2 separate regions of the Sus scrofa genome follow, and region 2 is linked to region 1. The links are chromatin contacts, called in public Hi-C maps. All regions are on one chromosome and are shown on one strand. Each heading gives the region's core, a stretch centred on a gene start, on an enhancer-like site or on the middle of the called end of the contact. The rest is flanking DNA. Distances are from core to core; before and after follow the strand shown.

Evidence for each region. Hi-C and Micro-C count contacts between places; a contact is called where the count stands out from the background.
Region 2: a contact with region 1 is called in a Hi-C map of embryonic fibroblasts, with 1.6 times the contacts expected there. The contact joins the promoter of ABHD5 here to the promoter of SNRK in region 1. A contact is called at or near these places in 1 of 47 Hi-C or Micro-C datasets (embryonic fibroblasts) and 1 of 2 datasets of contacts at active chromatin or transcription factors (alveolar macrophages).

The regions. Positions count from the first base shown.
Region 1 is chr13:26,667,823-26,674,754 of Sscrofa11.1, forward strand. It overlaps SNRK (SNF-related serine/threonine-protein kinase), which reads left to right and starts at 1,386. Exons shown (of 8, transcript XM_021071714.1): 1 at 1,386-1,526. The coding sequence starts at 1,438. It overlaps LOC102166555 (a long non-coding RNA gene), which reads right to left and starts at 1,304. Exons shown (of 2, transcript XR_306751.3): 1 at 1,188-1,304; 2 at 753-969.
Region 2 is chr13:27,004,687-27,011,775 of Sscrofa11.1, forward strand. ABHD5 (abhydrolase domain containing 5) reads left to right here and starts at 1,645. Exons shown (of 8, transcript NM_001012407.1): 1 at 1,645-1,697. The coding sequence starts at 1,651. It overlaps ANO10 (anoctamin-10), which reads right to left and starts at 1,477. Exons shown (of 13, transcript XM_013981531.2): 1 at 1,397-1,477.

The DNA.
Region 1 (6,932 bases), core at 136-2,635:
CCTTTTAACCACTGAAAATCCTCTGGGAGAGCATTAGAGTGGTAATTTCACCCCTTTACTTGGTGACAGGGTTCCCTGAGTAGTGATATCTCCCTAAGGAGAAAAGTGCAAGGCCTTCTCATTTTCCAGCAACAAAGGAAGGAATTCCATAAACCAAGTTAGAAGCTGTGAGTTATTCTTTCTAAGCCAGTGTTATCCCAGAGTTGGAGCCTTGACTCTGCCCTGAGGGTCAGAGACCCCCTTTAATAGAAAACCTTACTTACTACCCTGAGGGTTTGCACCTCCCAACAATCCACTCCTGCTTCCCAGTCATCTTCAGACACCTGGGAGAGAGTCTGAAAGAAGAGCCTTCTGACATTTGCAGGTCCAAAGAGACTTTTGCTAAAGCTATCTAAATTTCTCTTCTCATCCAGACGATTTAATCAAACTTGGAGCACCTAAGCAGTAGTTTTTGTTTGTTTTACCCCTGCTTGTGTCTTTCACTGCGAGGGTTCCTTTCTTCCGGGAGGGGTGGAGATCAAGGGAGAATCAGGGAAAAGTAGGTTGGAGAAATCTGGCATCTGGCTTGTCACTCCCTTCCAGGAACCCTGGAGAGCCGAACTCCATTGCGCGCCAAGCTTCCAAGAGTGGGAGACGGGAGCCCTTGCTCCTCTTTGCCACCCTCCCAAACCCAACCTCTGGCCTGCGCTAAGCTCCCTGCGGGAGCCACCCGGCTGGTGACCATGCTGCGGAACCATCTAGTGTACGGTTAATGCCCGGCGTGTTCTGAATCCCTGACTTCATGTTTTAATACTTCCCACGACTTTTCACCTTTCCACGCTTTTCCTGAGGAGGCCGCCTGGCTAGGCAAATGCCTCCCGGTGACCTTTAAAGCCAGCGCTGCATTCAAATGCTGGGTTTTTCTCCTTTTGTTTAAATAGCAACAAAATCAACAAAATTCCTTCAAATTGGATTCCCAGAGAGAAGAAACTGTAGAGAGAGAGGAAAAAAAATATATATACGAATACATATTGAACACTTTCCCTATTCTTGCTTAAACTTGTGTCGGGAGATGGGGTGAGCCTTTAAAAGGGTACAATGCCCTCATCCCCGGGGCCCAGGACGCAGAGTCCTGTGAGGATGCGGTCCCTTCTCTCCGATTTCCCCCACTTTTCTGGGGGGAATTGTCCTTTGTCCCTACTGCTTACTCCTTCATCATCCTCTCTCCTGCTTCGGCGCTCGCCCCTTCCTACCGCCAGCCGCAGCGCAGACACTGGGGTCGAGAAGCTGCCAGGATGCCCTCCAGCACCACGCTCGCGGGAGCCCGCAGGTGCTCCCCGCCCCGCCCTCCCCGAGGCCCGGCCCCGGCGCACGCGTCATAGTGACGTATGTCTCGCGCAGGCGCATATCGGCCCTCAGCCCCACCCCCTCCCCGCGGCCCGCCGCCCGCTTGGTATTATGATTAGCGCTGGGTGCGGGGATTCGGCGGCCGGGAGGGAGTCTTTGGCGCCGCGGCCGCTGTGGACTGACGCCGCCTGCCAGCTGAGGTAGGAGCGAGCGCAGAGCTCGGTCAGGCGCCGCGGCCGTGGGCGGGGGTGGGGCCGGCCTCCGCCGCCTAGTCGCCTCGGCGGTTGCCGGGCTGGGCTCTCGGGCCGGGGCGCCCGCCGCAGGCGGAAAGTAAGTTGCGCGCTCCGCGCTCTCCGCGCCGGCCGCGTCTCGGGCCCGGACTGCGGCGGCCCAGACTCGGCGCGGCGGCGGCGGCGGCGGGGCCTGGCGCCTGGCGGCGGGCGGCGGCGGGGCCCGGACGGGAGCGGGCACTGCGGCGGCTGGCCGCGGGCGCACCGAGGCCCTGCCCTTGGGGCCGCAGCGGGATTGCGGCACCTCGGGAGGCGCCCGCATCCCCACGCCCCGCCCCGGAGCGGGCCGAGTGCGGCGTGTATTCTTCACCAAATGTGTTTTCCTTTCTCAAAAGATCTAGCAATCTGGCGCAGCAAGGGAATTCCTTGCTAAAACTGCAGCCGTACAATAGAATGGGGATATTGTTGTCTGTAGAGAAAGGGCATCGGGGTAAGGAAGGAGGAGCAGTGCCATTCCCAAGGGACAGCTAGAATTTTTCAGATTGGAAAACCTCCTTTCTTTTCCATAGTCATCGCCTGTTGATTTCTTTCTGGACCGTTTTGCAAAAGCCTTCCTGACTTTAACTTGGACTTGGGATCTAGGAAAGTGACAACCTTTTATCCTGGGCCGGGAGGGGTGGTCCTGGAGCTGTGCTGTTCCTAACAGTTGGATCAGATAAAATCCAGTCGCTTTATAGGGAGTTCGGTTCAAGTCCAGTATTGGAGAGGTGGGGTTTAGCAGTAGTCAACCGACAGACGTCTGAGAATATAGAATTTTTCAAACTGTCAAGTTACTTTTTCCTCCTTTCCATTTAATTGAGTACATTTTCACAGTCTTAGGAGCAGCTGGTAAAGCTGACTTAATGCGTTTCACGTTTTATGGTGAAAGGTGAAGCATGGTGAGCAGGTGATGAACTGCAAGTGTTTGGCAGCCTGTTTAATTTCCACCGGATTCCTATCAAGCATCAGCTGCTGCAGTTTAGGTTCCTTGTATGGGGTTGGGGAACTAGCCTCAAATCAGTCTAATTTATCGGGATCTGTCTCAGTGTACTTTAAAGCCTAGCGTTGTCAAGGTTTATGTAATCAATTTGTTAATTTATGATCTTGCTACATTGCTCTCCAGATTTATAAAATCATTCCCTTGAGGAAATCTGTCTTCAACGTCTGCTTAAATATTTCTGTTGGAATTGGATTCCTGAAGAGGAATGTACTGTACAAGTGGTGATTAAAGTGTTCTAATTAGACAAGTTTCTTTAAAAAAAAAAAATCATGTTGATTCTTCTGTTTGACTGTCTAATTGTTCCTCTTAGGAAAACAGACGACATTCCCATTTTACAGAACTAGAAATGAAAGAAATTAAATGACATTCCCAAGGTCACATATTGAAGCAGTGTAGTAATTGAAACTGCACTGTGCTAACTTTTCTTAATATTCCATCTTTAAGGCTTTCCAGACAGGGAACTTAGAGTGCTACCTTTCTATTTTTTAAATTTGCAAAATCGACTTTTATTGTTTTCTTTTGTGCAGAAAAGTTACTCTCACAGTATTAATTTTCTACTATTCTGAGTTTTTCTGTATTACTGCAGTAGGATCGATTTGTTTGAAACATACAAGAACCCAGATGTTATGTAATTTTTATTTTTCTAGAACATAAATAAAGATTGGGCCTTTATGGTTCAAATGTAATTTCAAAATCCTAAAATGAAGACTTTCAAATGTCCTTATTAAAATCAAAGGGCTTTCAGATATTTTTATTAGTCTCAAGAAATGCTTTTTGTCTAAACTTTCCTATAGGTGTTTCATACAGAAAGTGAAACTAAATTAAAAAAAAAGAAACCACCCTATTTTTTGAGATACTGAACAGCCATAGGTCTAAGTATTGATATAAACAAGGCTTGATTTCTTTCCTGAAGCAGCTTGTCCGAGCCTAAGAACCCATTATACTGCCCACGAAGAAAGGGTACAAGTATACTTTCCACATGGTCAGAATTACAGGATTTAAAAATGTAGATGAGGACCCCTAAAGACTTGATTTTACTGCATGTAAGCTGTTTGCTTAACAACCAAAAGTTAAGAGTTTTTAGCCAAGATGCTTTGATAAGAAAACTGTTACTCAGAATATAGGTACTTCCCAGTGTGCATGTATGTGCAGGTACAGTCTTAGAGCAATTTAGGTGGAAAAGCTGAGTGGTTTGTGGCAGTTTTGAAGGTAAACCTAACCTCTGATCTTTTATTCATGGAGCCTTTGGCTATTCTGGGGGCCCCGGGTTGGAGGGTAGCAATAGAAAAGTGAATAAAAACTAGTTCCTCCCTTTATGCTATTGTAAATTTTATTTACACTGAGGTAAACAATGACAGGATCAAGTGCTGTGGTGAGGCATTGGCAAAACTCCTGGGCAAGGAATGATCTGACTTGGGACTGCTTCATCTAGGAGGTGGTGGTGAACCCGTCTTGAAGGACAGGTAGAGGGCCCAGGCAGAGAAGAGGGGAAAGGGCTCCAAGGGTTGAGGGAGACAAGGTCAGGTGGTGGAAGAAGAGCTTAGATCCAAGTGGGTAAAAGGGGGTTGAGGAAGTAGAGACAGTGTAGCTATTTTTGTTTTTGTGTTTGTTTTTTTAAGAATCTGGAAAGGAAGGGGGAGGAGTGGGGCAGTAGCTCTGGGGATGGAAGGGGACATATTTGGTATTCTTTTTTAGTTTGGGAGCAGCTAGTGCAAAAACCTCTTGAACCTAGGGGCTCAGGAGTGAACACTGGAAATGTGTTGTCTGTTCTGGATGATCTGGAGCTGCATTATTCATGCTGTGGATCATTTCCTCATCTTGTTTTTCTGTATATCTGCTTTGGGTTGAAGCCTTACGTCCCATGGGAGAGCCTTTGCTGCTGGTGGTAGGGGAGGAACCTGACTAAAGAGGATTCTTGCTTTGCATTCCCTGAACATTTATTTCTCTCCTGTCACTTGCAGAGCCTCCTGAGATTCTGCTTTGGCACCTCCAGAGTTTGGCCTCTGCTCAGGTAGGCTCTTTCATGACAAAGCAGGCCTCTCTTCCCTCTCCTTACTTGTTATGTTGTATTCCCCAGACTGCTTCATGCGACTACTCAGCAGTTCCTTCAGAGTCGGAAGGCCTTGTCTGCACCATGATGTGTCTCAAAGCAAGATTGGGGAGAGGGGTGTCTGTCTTTCTGTCTCTTTAAACACAGACCCCACCTCAGTTATATGTTGGCCTCAAATGTAATGTGGGTTATGAAATCAGTGCTCCAGGACTTGTAACTGGTCACATCAAAGCCTCACTGGGCCTCAGTTTCTCAGTTGTTTACATGCAGTTATCTTTCTCAAACCCCAAAGACCGTCAGCTCCTCGAAGGCAGAAACCTCTTCTTTGATTTCTGTATCTCCAGGCTAGTGTAATACCTCATGCATAGTCAGTGTACCCAAGAAATGTCATGATGAAGAAACTTAAAAAATCTAAACTTTAATTTGTTGCCCATTAATGGAAACCATAACCCATTTTAATCTGTTTTAATTCAGATGGGTTGGATTGAAATTGTTTTTCAATTAGAATTCCAGAGCTAGCAGCGAATCTTCCACTCTGTACTAACATGCAGTAGATGCCCAGGAAATGTTTGCTCCTGTCCTGTATTCCTGGTCTGAGTGAATGGTCCCAACTGCTGCCACTCTCTACTGGAGTCATTATAGATTTCCCTCTTTGCTCTTTGCTTTGTGACACCCCCACCCCCTCCGCTGCCCTGCCCTGCATTTTGAGTTCCTGGATTCTGCTTCCTAGACCTGTCTCTTCCGTTACATCCTCATCATCACCTCCCAGATACAGGCTGCCCTCATTTTTAAGTCTTTCATCATTTGTCTGGAGACATTTTCAGTAGTCTCCTTACCTGTGTCCAAGCTCTAGTCTTACCCTTCCAATCTGATCTTCCCTTTGCTGCCAGAGTGGTTTAACTGTCATCTCTGATTGCTGTTTCCCTGCTCAGGATTCTTCCTTGGCTACTTAATGCCAGCTTTCATTTGTTCATGTAATACAGTGTATGTATATATTTTGGGCAGATGCTATATTCGGTGGGTCCTGGGATGCAGAGCTGAATAAAATGACATGGGCATTATGTCGGCTGAATTTTTCATGTAGTCTAGTCAGGGACACATTATTAATCACGTAATCACACAAATAATTACATAACCACAGTTGTGATAAGGGCCGTAATGGAAAAGGACATGATGCTGTGAGAGGACACAGGGAGCTGGTGTGCAGGGGTGTGGGAGGGGAAGGCAAGGTGATAGTCAGGAAGGTGACCTAAGCTGGGCCCTAAAACATGGTAAGGGCGAGCCGTATGTGAGGAATATCCAGCTGATGTGCATGGGATACAAGGACGTTTGGCTATCTGGCCCTTACCTACCTCTCTGACCTTGTCTCCTATGCTCCACATGTTTGCTGTCCCAGTCACACTAAGGCTTCTTGCCCACCACTGCCAGCTTCTTCCCAAGGCAGATTTAGGGGAAAGAACACCTCTTGTGGCATCCTTGTTCCAGTCAGAGATGTAAACAGTGTAGGGCAGCGGCCTTCCTGTTATATCCGGTACAGGCATTTAGGGGCAGTTTCATGGGCTAGTTAGAGGTGAGGGGATAGATGATACCAAAATGAGATGGGGAACTTAAATATACAGCCCCTCTCAAATATCAGACTCTCCTGGGAGGAAGCCAGTTGTGAAAAGCTGAGGAAAAGACTCCTTGGGTGATTTTGATTCTACTCACACCTTGCTAATGTGTACCATCCCATTTAGCTTTCATAATAACTGTCCAAGGTGGTGATTATCTTTGTTTTATAGATAAAGACATGCCTGTTGGCAGAAGTTGAGTAACTCCTCGGGCTCCAGATTCTGTGGTACTCTGTAGTGCTATGATGCTGCTCCTCATATTTGCTGAATAAATTTGATCATTTTAAAATCATTTTTAATGAATTTTGGTCATTTTTGTCTTTTATTTATTTATTTTTAGGGCCACACCCACAGCATGTGGAGGTTCCCAGGCTAGGGGTTGAATCGGAGCTGCAGCTGCTAGCCTACACCACAGCCAGAGCAATGCCAAGTCTGAGCCCTGTCTGGGACCTACATACCACAGCTCAAGGCAATGCTGGATCCTTAACCCGCTGAGTGAGACCAGGGAACGAACCTGTGTCCTCATAGATGCTAGTCAGATTCGTTTCCACTGAGCCATGACGGGAACTCTCTAATTTTGGTCATTTTTAAAGTGCGTCTCAGAAATTCCCATGTGGCGCAGTGGGTTAAGGATCCCATTTAGCAGCTGTGGCACAGGTCCCAACTGTAGTGCCAGT
Region 2 (7,089 bases), core at 395-2,894, 340 kb after region 1:
AGGCTCCAGGGTGGTGTGGAAATGTGGATAGAGCATCAGGGTTCTTTCACTGCTGGCAGCATCCTGAGGGCTAGGCAGATGGTTGATTCCAGTTTCAACTTCTTGCCAAAGTCAAAGACAACTCCTCTACCAGCAACAAGATGAAGCCTGGGCCAGAGCTACCCCCAGATTTGCAGAAGATCATGAAGTCCCATAGCCCTACACACTGCACTGTCAATTTCTGGATAAATATCAGTACCGGATCAATGATTTTTTTAAAACTGTGCAGTAGCCACAGGCATCTATGAGAGCAGACTCCATGTCCAAGACTTCTGAGGGTGCATACTCTCTAGTCCAGTTTTCTGAAGGTGCTGCCATAGTTGCTGTCACATTCTTAGGTTTTGATACTAGAATCAGCACCACTGGATTGGGACTGTACTCTATGCAGGAGAGTCCACAATAACCAGTTTGGCCCATATAGAGAGTGCCGCCAGAAGGATATGATCTGATAGATGGAGATGGTATGCCCAAGGAATTATGAGTTGCTTTCCCACCCCCCACTAAATCACAGAAGGCACCACCCCCATCCTAAAGGAACTTTTAGTGTAGTTGGAAGAATATTCAAAAATGTCCATTAAAAAGCCATAACAATTAGACAAGTCTGAAAATCTGAGTACCAGATAAGTGACATATAGTTTGGATTATTGGGACTCGGAGGAGAGAAAAAGGGGCTGCAGTGACAGAGAAGAGTTAGGAAGAGTGATGAACTGTGTCTAAAACAAAGCATAATATATTAGCGTAGGTTCCTTTAAGGCACAAGCCCTATTTCAATTCACTGTTTCTCAGTGCCTAGAACAGAGCGGGCACTTAGCAGGCGAAAGGTAAATACAAATTAATGACTAGTAGAGAGTGATGCAACTACAAAAGCAGGTAGAAGCTGATGAGGAAGACTCGAAAACAGGTCAAGCGTTGTTGCTATTTACATTAGCGATCCCCTTCAAGAACTCTAAGTACCGAAATGCTGACTCTTTACCTTCTCCTAGGTGCATAGAGCGTGGGGTGGACGGAAATTGCTGGCTTTGGTCATCATTGTAACCCCAGCGCCTGGAGCAGTGTCCCGCACATTGGTGAATATCGAATGACTGAGTCCTAGGAGTCGCCCTCTCCCCTTAGCCACCCACCTGTAGGAAAGGGCCGGCCGCAGGCCACAGCTCCTTCATCAAAGCTTTTCCGTTCGCTATTGCAGCAACTATCGAATACTACCTTGGCTCTTCAGCGGAAGGTAGCGCCTCAGTCCCGAGGGAAATGCTAGGTACCCGTCCAGTGTCCAGCACGTGACAATAAGTATCAGAGAATGAGGCATTAATACAGTCATTATGGAAATTAGTTACCACCTAACTCAACCAGGGAGTCTCACCGGTTCCTCCAGGCTGACAGTCTTGCGCAGCGACCGCACCAGAGCGCGTCAGACGGGATGACGCAGGCGTAGCTGGCGGGTGGGGCGGGATAGCTCTCCAGCGCACGCGCGCGGCCGCACTGCGAGGTCAGGCCAGAGGACAGTCGACGCATGCGCGGCCCGCGGGCTTAAGGGCGGCTGCAGCCCGGCGCATTCCAGTCGGCCTGTCAGCCGGCTTTGGGGTGCGGCCTGACGGCTGCGCGGCGACTGCGGCCATGGCAGCAGAGGAGGAGGAGATGGACTCCGCGGATGCCTGTGAGAGGTGAGGGCGGCGGAGGCCGCGTGGGGGTTCGGGAGCGCGGGCACCCCCGAGGACTCTAACCTATCTGGCCGCTCTGGAGTCCGACCCCGGTACGAGTCCGCGCGGAGCCCGAAGGAAAAGCTCTCACCCCGGCGGGCGCCCTTCGGGTCTGAGTGTGACCCCAGCCGCGCCGAGACGCTCTTGACCTCCGCGCGGGGGGCCGCCCGCGAGGTCAAGGAAGCGGCTCCGCGGGGCGAGCGGCAGGGGTGGCACTTGGACGCGGGCTGGTGGTCCACTGAGGTCTCTTTGGGACCAGGGACGGCTGCGGACCCCAGCCCTGCCCCAGCGCGGCAGGCGGGGTGAGCGGCGTCCCAGCCCCTAGCTCGGGCAGGGGAAACGGCCGACTCCTTCTGTCCTCTTCTTAGCGCGGCTTCTGTCCTCAGGTATGCGCTGTGCTCAGTCCAGCCCGGGGGAGAAAGAAAGTGCCGCGAGGCTAACCCTCTCCGGAGCCTGGAGGAAGTGGTGGCACTTCCTACGGGGCAGTGTCCTAGTTCACGGCTAAAGCCGCGGGTCACAGGGGGTTGTGGGGAAGGAGGAGCCCAGAGTGGGGGAAAGGGGCTCGGGGATGTCTTTAGGTTTCAGAAAATGTTTAACTTACACTTTATGAAAAGAACGTTAACACGGTATGGATAGCCAGTTCACAATCATCTCTCAAACGGAGATGATTTCATCCTTTGGTTCCAAGTGTTCTGGTGTTACAGGAGAAAGGTGTATGTTTGCTTTTCAGAAGACACGTGTGTAGGAAACTTCATGGAAGTGGGAGGACAGAAGTCTAATAGGAAGCTTTTTTTTTCCTTGAGATTTTTATTTTATTGAAGTATAGTTGATTTACAATGTTGTGTTTCAAGTGTAGAGCACAGTGATTCAGTTATGTATACTTTATGTGTTATATAAAATATACTTAAAATATATAAAACTTATAAAAATATGTGCTTTATCAGATTTTTTTCCATTATAGGTTATTGCAAGTTACTGAATATAGTTACCTGTGTTACTTGTGTGTTATGGAGTAGGTCCTTTTTGTTCTTTTTTTTATATATTATAGGGTGTATCTATTAATTCCAAAGTCCTAATTTATCTCTCACCTTGTTTTACCTTTTGTTAACCATGTCTGTTTTCTTTGTCCTTAAGTCTCTGTTTTGTAAATATATTCATTTCTGCCATTTTTTTAGATTCTAAATATAAGTGATGTCATATGATACTTGTCTTTAATTTCCTTCACTTAGTATGGTAATCTCTAGGTCCATCCATATTGCTGCAAATTGCAGTATTTCATTGTTTTTTATGGCTAATATTCCATTGTGTGTACACACACAACACACCTCCCATATCTTCCTTATCCATTTATCTGTTGATAGACATTTAAGTTGCCTCCATTTCTTGGCTATTGTGAATAGGGCTACTATGGACATTGAGGTTCATATATCTTTTTGAGTTAGGGTTTTCATCTTTTCTGGTTGTAAACCAAGGACTAGGATTGCTGGATCATATGCTAATTATTTTTAGTTTTTTAAGGAACCTCCATACTGTTTTCCTTAGTGGTTGTACCAATTTACATTCCCATCAACAGTACAGAAGGTTCTAATGGGAAGCTTTTTCATATACAAATATAAGTTTAAGCAAAAAAAAAAAAAAAAAAGGAGTTCCCTGTAGTGGTGCAATCCTGGCCTTGCTCAGTGGGTTAAGGATCCGGAGTTGCTGTGAGCTGTGGTGTAGGTCACAGACGGGGCTTGGATCTGGTGTTGCTGTGGCTGTGGCTGTGGCTGTGACTGGCAGCTGAAGCTCCGATTAGACGCCTAGCCGGGAACCTCCATATGCCCTAATAAGCAAAAAAAAAAACCCCAAAAAAACAAATATACTAAGTTTATATGAATCTTTTCTACCTATAACTTCATACAGTTGTCAGTAGATGAATAGCAGTTAATTAGGGGAAAAATTAAATTGCTGTGAACATTACTGCCTTATTTCTCAAGGTTAGTCATTTATATTGGAAAGTAAATAAACTTCTGTGCTTCCCCCCATATGTGTTTAATATTTTGACAATTCTAGTTCAGATGTTGGGAGAAATTTGCATATGAAATAACCTAAATGACAGACGATAATGTGGAATACCATGATAGACAGGAGTATTTGGAAAGAAGGGAAAATTGTGAAATATTAGAAATTAGGTTCTTCGCTGGAGTTTTGTTTATATGATAAATAGGTCTGTTGTTTTGGTTTGTTGATGAACTTCCTTGTCATATTGAGGTAAGATGCTGAATGTCATGTGAACACAAGTAGGAACTTGTAGGAAGTGGGAAGCTTGTTACTACCTAGTTTGTGGCAGCATTTTTGGCTCTGAGACTACTTTTATGAGACTCTTTGGCTTCATGTTGTTGTGGGGCTTGGGAGTCCAGGGCACAACTGTGAAAGGAGTTCATGGTTTTGGGTGATAGCAGGAGATCACTGGGTACAGATTGTAAAACATCCTTAGCCCCTTGATGAGATGGATCACCTTGGACTCTTGCCAATACACTTGATCATTATACAAGCTGGTATGGCCTTCTGAACCATACTAGGCAAGTACCTGTTTGTGCTGGGTGTTCCCTAATGTTCATATTAAACCTAAGGTTGACCTTGTGTGCTCAGTATTACTGTTCCCATTTTTCAGTTGGGACTGCAACTGGGACTACTGCTAGTGCCCCATCAGCAAGTAAGAGGGATAGAGTGGATCCCTCTAGGTGTTTGGATGTAGTCTAAGGAGTTTTCCCCATGTTTTTTGCTGCCTCTCACTGAGATTGGGCCTAGTAGAATGTTTGGTTCTTGTTTCTCTTGCTTATTCTACTGACACTTCACTTCATTATTTAATCCTTCATTGATACAGAGGTCACTTTAAATTTTTGTTTGTTTTTGTTTTTCTAGGGTCACGCCCACAGCATATGGAAGTTTCCAGGCTAGGGGTTGAATTGGAGCCACAGCTGCTGTCCTACACCACAGTCACAGCAACTGGGGATCCAAGTCACATCTGCAACCTACAGCACAGCTCATGGCAGTGCTGGATCCCCAATCCACTGAGCAAGGCCAGGGATCGAACCCACATCCCCATGGATACCAGTCAGATTTGTTTCTGCTGCACCATGACAGGAACTCTTAAATTTTTTTAAATAGGTTTATCAATAGTAGAACTATCCCAAGAGTCAGGTGTATTGTGGGAAAACTGAAGTCTTGAATTAAGTTTCCTATTAAGTTCAGATTTAGATGGGGAGATGACATTAACAAAGGAAACGGTTATAAAATGGTCCTCTGAAGGCTTTTTGGAGTATATGATTCTTGTTGTTTCCTTTATAACTTTCTTAAGTGAATACAGACATGCCTAAGGAGCCATTTGGCTTTCAACATCTAACCATTTTCAGTTGCAGTGCAATTGAGAAAGCTAAATGTAACAAGAGTTGGGTGTACTTCTGTGAATTGCTGCAAAGTTATCCCAGAGAATGGTTTTTGTTTTTTTTTTTTTTTTGTCTTTTTTTAGGGCTGCACCCCCAGCATATGGAGGTTCCCAGGCTAGGGGTCTAATCGGAGCTGTAGCCACCAGCCTACGCCACAGCCACAGCAATGCCAGATCCGAGCCACGTCTGCAACCTACACCACAGCTCATGGCAATGCTGGATCCTCAACCCTCTGATCGAGGCCGGGGATTGAACCCGAAACCTCATGGTTCCTAGTCGGAATCATTAACCACTGAGCCATGACGGGAACTCCCCAGAGAATGATTGTCAGTTGCGTTTAGAGGAAAGTTGTAATGGAATTGCTGTTACAGTGTAGACCATAGAATAGGTAGTTTGCAGTGGTGGTCTGGAGTTATTGCTAAATTTTCAGGAAGTTTCCCAGCCATTGGCAGCTTGAACTCAGCCATGGTGGGATTGAACCCACGTCTTCATGGATACTAGGTGGGTTCGTTACCACTGAGCCACAATGCAAACTCCTCTTCTTCCCACTTTCTAAATGTATTTTTCTCCAAGATTGTATCTCCATCTATGTTTTCATTTTTGCCTTGTTTACTCACACTCTTTGAACTATCCTCTCTGTGGAGAGGGCTGAAATCTCAGGATGGAGCCTCTTCAGTAGTCTAGTGATGTTTCTAGATTCACATGTTTGCAATTGAATCCTCAAATGTAACATGTGAGACCAGGATCTCATCTGCACCTCATTCCCCTCAACTAAGTAATACAAAAAGCTCAGTTCTTCCTCCTGATGGCCCTGTTTTTATTACTTAGTTATTTAGGTTCTTATGGTCATCCAGGTTAAGAACTCAGGCACTATCTTTCCCCGACCCCCTTCATTGCTCCAAATACCAAATCTTTTACCAAGTTTAGTAGGTTCCAAGTGCAACATCACCTTTCCATTTCCACTGTCACCTGGGAACCACCTGGTTTAGACCCATGTTACTCCCTTTTCTGGGTTATTGCACGCTTTGGTAACATGTTCTGTTCCTTTTCTTTCAATATAACTTATTTTATAAGTTACTTCTATATCCCCAAGAGGAACAATCTTGTTTGTAGCAAAGCTGCTCAGTGGCTTTATTTTATGTCCTCAGCCTTCAAAGCCCTATCTTTGGAGTCTTATTTCCTCCCTTGGGCTCTAGCCAAGCTGTATCTTTCATTGTTTCCTAAACATGTTCCTTACTAACCTCCTGTTTCCTCGTAACTTGGTTCAAGTTGTTTTCTCTGACCCAAAACAGATTATCTCCCTTCTCTAAAGGTCCATAGGTTTTTCTTGAACTTTCTTTGTGGCACCTATACCATGTTTTATAGTATAGTTTTTGTATTTGTTTTGTCAGCTCATTGAGGACAAAGCTTTTTATCTTACTCAGATGTCTGGTAGAGCCTAAAGGGACTTTATAAATAGAAAGCTTCAATAAATTTTAAAGAATTAAACACTTCAACTATTGTAAACTTATGCTGACACAAACATTAAGATCAAAAACTTAGTACTTGATTAATCATTTTCTATTTTTGACTTAAGTTTTTTCATCCTGAGATATCCAGAGGACATTAGAAGATATATAAGAAATTCAAAGTTTCAACTTGACTAGGGCAAGTTTGAATAATAAGAATCATGAACTTAAATTGTATTGAGGAGGTTGGAAATATTCTTTTCCTTGACCTTGGATAAACCAACAGGGAACCATGCTTCAGTATTTTGCATTACAGACCAGGAAATGCAGATTTCAGTCCTGTGACAAAGAACTTAAGATTTTAAAATCCCATGGATGATACACTTAGTAAAAGCAACATTGAATAATATATTTAAGAATTACAGGTATCTCTAAGTGGGTCCTTATGTATTTGACTAATTTTATTTTTAATAGCCATTT